Linked DNA regions of Larimichthys crocea: region 2 is linked to region 1. The links are chromatin contacts, called in public Hi-C maps. All regions are on one chromosome and are shown on one strand. Each heading gives the region's core, a stretch centred on a gene start, on an enhancer-like site or on the middle of the called end of the contact. The rest is flanking DNA. Distances are from core to core; before and after follow the strand shown.

Evidence for each region. A called contact is a pair of places that touch in the nucleus more often than the background predicts.
Region 2: a Hi-C map of muscle shows a contact between it and region 1, with 14 times the contacts expected there. The contact joins the promoter of LOC113745994 here to the promoter of LOC113745993 in region 1. A contact is called at or near these places in 4 of 7 Hi-C or Micro-C datasets (all in muscle).

What each region holds. Positions count from the first base shown.
Region 1 is chrVII:28,445,107-28,447,998 of L_crocea_2.0, reverse strand. LOC113745993 (nesprin-2) reads left to right here and starts at 1,367. Exons shown (of 13, transcript XM_027280024.1): 1 at 1,367-1,466. trnar-ucu (transfer RNA arginine (anticodon UCU)) reads left to right here and starts at 759; the gene lies at 759-851.
Region 2 is chrVII:28,690,333-28,693,224 of L_crocea_2.0, reverse strand. It overlaps LOC113745994 (putative protein TPRXL), which reads left to right and starts at 1,427. Exons shown (of 3, transcript XM_027280028.1): 1 at 1,427-2,543.

The DNA.
Region 1 (2,892 bases), core at 118-2,617:
CTGGGTTCAAACCATGTGAAGTTAGACTTTATATCAATATGTATTTTATCTACTCGAGGTTGGATTGATTGATTTTCCACGCAAAGAGCAAGTGTCATTTCAGATGTGTGACATCAGCTTTGTTTTCCTGTTTAAAGATCGACTCTGGTGGGACTCAAACTCACAACCTTTGAATCACTTCTTCCTGTGTTTAACTAGAAGTCCAATGCGCTATCCATTGTGCCACAGAGCCACGTAGCACAGAACTGACATGATGACTTCATAGGCTCCACAGAGATAGTTATAAAAATCTTCAGCTCACTGTACTGCACAGAGTAGCTGATGTGTGGCTCTGTGGCGCAATGGATAGCGCGTTGGACTTCAAGTAAAGCATGATTGATAAAATACAAAGGTTGTGGGTTTGAGTCTCACCAGAGTTGATCTTTAAAGGTATCCAGGTGAGGGGCAGGGGAAAAAAATAAAGTAAGAACTCATATCAGACTGTCTGATCCTGAATCTAGTAAAGTTATAAACACCTGGAAGAAGTTATTCAAAGGTTGTGATTTCGAGTCCCACTTGAGTCTGCGATTGCGCCACAGAGCCACATCACTTTGACATCAGGGCACATTGACATGGTTTCACAGCTCACATGTAGAGTCATGATGAGTCTCCCAGTCTTAGAGAGTCTTAGAGACTCGTCCTGCGCTGGTACGAGTTGAAATGAACGCTCCAGGTCCATTTACCAACAGAGACGGGTCTGTCTGTCTCTCTGTCTGTGAGGCTCTGTGGCGCAATGGATAGCGCGTTGGACTTCTAGTTAAACACCTGAAGAAGTGATTCAAAGGTTGTGGGTTCGAGTCCCACCAGAGTCGAATCTCTAAAGGGTTTGCTGACACATGTCACTTATGTTGGTTTTGTGTTTTTATATTTGGCATCTCTATTTTTATCCAGTTTTAATCTTCTTACATGCGTCACATTTTCAGAATGGCCTAAAATAACTTTTATATTTACGTTATTCAACTTTTCTTTCACCGTATCAACACATTTATAAATATTTATTGGCCTGTATGTGTTTGTGATTGCTGAACGGTTCATGTAATAACGTTACACCGAGGTGATTTACAGACTTTATGATGGAAACGTAGAGATATATAGACATTTTATTAATGTTCCTAGTTTAACTTTCACTCTTTATCATCTTGTTTTATTTTGGTAGTATTTTATTGTCCGTAACTTTATTTTGAAAGGCATGAAACAGAATATTTGGATGTTTATGACTCTCATGTGAACTTTTTATGTGTTTATGGTTTGATGACTGCCAAGGAGGGGCCAGCAGGGCCGCGTCCCGTTCTGAAATCCACCTCTACCTGTCCTTCACGAGCACACCTTTGCACACCTGTGCGGAGTGATCTAACAAAATAAAAGTTATCGGAGTGTTTGTTTGAGGCGATCCAGGACACACCGGAGGAGGAGGAACGCTGAGACAGGTGAGCAGCTGCAGGTGTGTGTGTGTATGCGCGCGCAGGCGCAGGTTCCGCGGGGGCGTGGCTTGTAAACTACCTGCTGCAGGTAGGTTTCGTGCTGCTCTTCCAGTCGCTGGCTCGTTTTCTCTCCGCTGCACACTGAACATTAGTCAGCTCGCTCATCACAGGTAAAACCTCACCTGAGACACCGGAAGTGGATTTTCTTTGGACGTGTTTTCCTTCGTCCCGTTTCCTGAAATGACGTCATCCAGCAGCAGGTGAGTTAATGATCATCACAGAGACGGTGATGACGTCACGCTCACGTCTTTTGCACCTTATCTCCGGTTTGTTTGAGTTGTTGTTTGTTACCGAAACTTTCCGTAAAGTTTCTGTTTGTGTGTGTGTGTGTGTGTGTGTGTGTGTGTGTGTGTGTGTATCCAGTGTCCTCTCTGCCCTCAGGAGTTTATAAAGGTGTTGTTGTGCGTGCTGTGCGTGCGTGTGTGTGTGCGCATGCGTCTCCACCTCTCTCCCGTTGCCATGGTGACGGTGTGTCTAAAACATGTGGTGACCTCTGATGCTGCAGTTCCTCTAACGTCCACCTGAGTCAGTCTCCATAAGTCCCCATGTCCAAATGTCCAAATGTCCACCTTCCTCTGTACCAGGCTCTACATGTTTGTGTCTGTCAGCTGTTGGACATTTAAACATTTTCTTGATGGTTGAATTTTTCCAAACGCAGTAAACAGTAATGATCGGAGTCGACTTGTTGGTTGCAGGGAATCATCAGACTTCATCAGAAAATCTGTCAGTCTTAAAATAAAGTTTAAATTCTGAATGATTTGGATCTTTTTGTAAATTCATCAGATGTTAAACCTGAAGTTCGTCCCGGTGCTGTTTGGTCTCTGCAGCTTGCACCGATGTGTTTGTTTGTTATTTGCATATATGTAAATCAGAAGTCACATGTGATAAGTGGCTCGTGGTCCTGCAGGTGATCAGATCACCCCGTACACATGAAAATAACCAGGTGTGAACGGGGCCTTTGATTCCTGATGAATGGATGTGTATTTGGTAATTGATCATCTTTGAGTCGGACCAAACATCATCAGCTGCCTCCTGTCACTCTGACACCAGCTGCTGGTGCAGGAATGTGTGGCGGTGGTGAAACGTCCCTCCACCCAGCGACAGCAGATCAACACTCAGACATGTTTTAGTCTGACAGCAGACTGATCCTCTGCCACGCCTCCTCTGGGTGCGTTCACAAACAAACACCATGTTTGTTCATGGTATTGTTCAGGAATGACGTCTCTGTCTGCGCTGCCCGGACTGTTAGTGTTTGTACCACAGGTGTACACTAACGAGGAGTGGAGCTGATGTCATGCTAGAACAGGAGCTGGGCGATAAACAGTAGATCTATGTTATATATTTTGTTCTTGCATTATCTCAAAGTTTCCCA
Region 2 (2,892 bases), core at 178-2,677, 250 kb before region 1:
CTTGTATGCGTGTCATTGTTAGAGTAGAGAATAATAATGCCATTGACATGTTTATATGAAGATGTTGAACTCTGCAAAGGCACCAGACTCGTAGAACACGAGAGTTTTTGGTCCTCCATTTTTAGTTTATTGTTTGAGTTCTGACACACTAAAAACACACACACACAGATACACACACGCACACAGATACACACACGCACACACACACACACACGCACACACACATACACACACACACACACATACACAGTAACACACACACACAGTTTGGAGGGTAATTGTCGGGAGGAAAGTGAGTTGAGGAATGTCTGAGTTTGGAATAACACTGTCAGGACCGGTGCCAGCTCACAGCACTGTTTACCCTCTGTGTGTGCATGTGCACGAGTGTGTGTGTGTGTCTATATTTTTTAGTGTTCATCTGCTTCTGTTTGTGTATGCATTCCATCACTGTGTGTGTGTGTGTGTGTGTGTGTGTGTTTACCCCGGGTTGTGTTTGTCCAGTATAAAGCTCCGACTGGTCCAGACTGGTAAACTGGTTGCATAGAAGGAACAGATGTGGTCAAGAATGTGTCTTTGTGTGTGTGTGTGTGTGTGTGTGTGTGTGTGTGTGTGTAAATAACTACAAACGCCAAATGTTTCCAACAAACCTGAAGAATCCAAAACTTTATTCAGGTAATGCTGAAACACACCAGAGGAAGGAAGTCTGAACACTTTGGAGACGTCTCTGAGACTACGTCCAGGTTTTAGACAGTCTGCAAGGACGTCACGGAGACTACGTCCAGGTTTTAGACAGTCTGTCCAGGTTTTAGACAGTCTGCGGGGACGTCACGGAGACTACGTCCAGGTTTTAGACAGTCTGCGGGGACGTCACTGAGACTACGTCCAGGTTTTAGACAGTCTGCAGGGACATCACAGAGACCATGTCCAGGTTTTAGACAGTCTGTGGGGACGTCACGGAGACTACGTCCAGGTTTTAGACAGTCTGCAGGGACTTGAACAAAATAAAGACTAAAATGATAAATCTTAAGAGTCTTTTGTGGTCTTAACGGTCTCAGACTCAGACAGGTTCAGTCCTGACATTAAACTAGCGCTGTGGAAACAGTTCATGAACAGGAAGTTTTCAGTCCAGCTTCCTTCCTGTTGTTCTTTTAATGTCCGAGTCGATGATGTCAGAGTCGATGATGTCGATGATGTCAGAGTCGATGATGTCAGAGTCGATGATGTCAAAGTCGATGATGTCGATGATGTCAGAGTCGATGATGTCAGAGTCGATGATGTCAGAGTCGATGATGTCAGGATGTGCAGTCATCTGATTGGCTAAAAACACATAAAACTGTAAAATACTGAAACATTTATTTGAATATTTCATAAAAGTCATTTATAGTTTAACAGCTGAACAAACAGTCTGAGAGGCAGACAGGTGTGCTTCATGTCACCTGGCTCAGGTGTTTATTCATATTTCTGTGTTTGAGTCAGAGACAGACAGAGCTCGTCACGTGTTGGTCAGATGATCTTTAGAGTTTGTGTTTATTCATACACAGACACAACATACAACATGTCTACAGAGTGTCCACACGTCCTACGTACAAAGAATCCGTCCCCAGGTCTTCTTAAAGTCAGTTTGTCCTTGATCATATTGAACCTTTTGCATGGTGCTGTTCCATGGTCTGAGGATGTTGGACCAGCTGGGCCCGTCCTGACTCCTAAAGGTCCTGGTTCATGTTTAGATCTATGAAAACCAGCAGAACCCGTTCACCTCATGTTGATCTGTGGTCACATCAGGAGTCAGGAGGCTTTTATCCACAGTGGAACTACTTTTATCAAATATTTCAAATATGTCATTTTAAAAGTTTTTACATTTTATTGGATTTCTGAAAACCATCTTGCGACCCGCCGGGGGGTCCCGACCCACACTTTGGGAACCAGTGCTCTCTGTCTTTACACCAGTTTCCATCAGATTACATGTAACGTGTCTCCTCCAGCATCAGTGACTGCACATGGAGGACTCTGCTGGTTTACAGGGACCCGGTCCACCTTCACTTGCAGGGACCTGGAGCCGGTCCGATTCTTAGAGAGAGTTCGGTTCTGCTGTAAACAGCTGGCCGTTTGTCAGAGCTCTCTCTCTCCCTCTGATGGTGTTTGGACCTCCCTCTCTCCGTCCCTCCCTCCCTGCAGCAGCAGACGGGGTCGAGCCGCCTCTCCGCCGCCCGGAGCTCATCTCCAAACCACCGAATCACGTCTTCTCTGACCGGGACGCTCTCCACCCTCCGCCCGCAGCTGCTCGGGAGACACGCGGACACATGTCGGATGGATTCTGTCAAACTGGGCTTTTAGAGTTCTAGCGTGTGGACGTGCAGTGCAGGCTGGTTCTGAGGGGAGTTGTTGAAAGCTCCGGGAGAGTTTGATCCAATGCGTCCGGAGCGGCCGGGTATCCAGCAGGAACACCGCCACAGACAGGCCGACAGAGAGGACCGATCAGCGGGCTGTGCAGGGACTCACCGGCCGCTGGACGTTACATGTCTCCGCTCCCCATCGGCACCGAGGTACCGACACATTCCGCTCAGTGTGACCGGCAAACTGCGCTGCAGCCCGGCCACGACAAGACAAACAGAGCGCTTAGATAATGACATAATGATAATTATAACTAATTAAACTGAAATAATCAGAGCAGCGGGTAATTAATATAGATTTTCACAATAAAAGCCCCAAAGTATTCATCATTTCAAATGTTCCTCGTGCTGGGTTAACTTTTTTTTTTTTAAAGGTATGTAGCTGTGTGCGCGTGCGTGTTTCTGGTCCAATATGCGCGTGGTTGTGCGCGTGAACGTGATCCTTTGTGTGTCCTGGAAATGTGTGAGTGTGTGTTTGAGTCTTCTGTGAGTCTTATGTCTC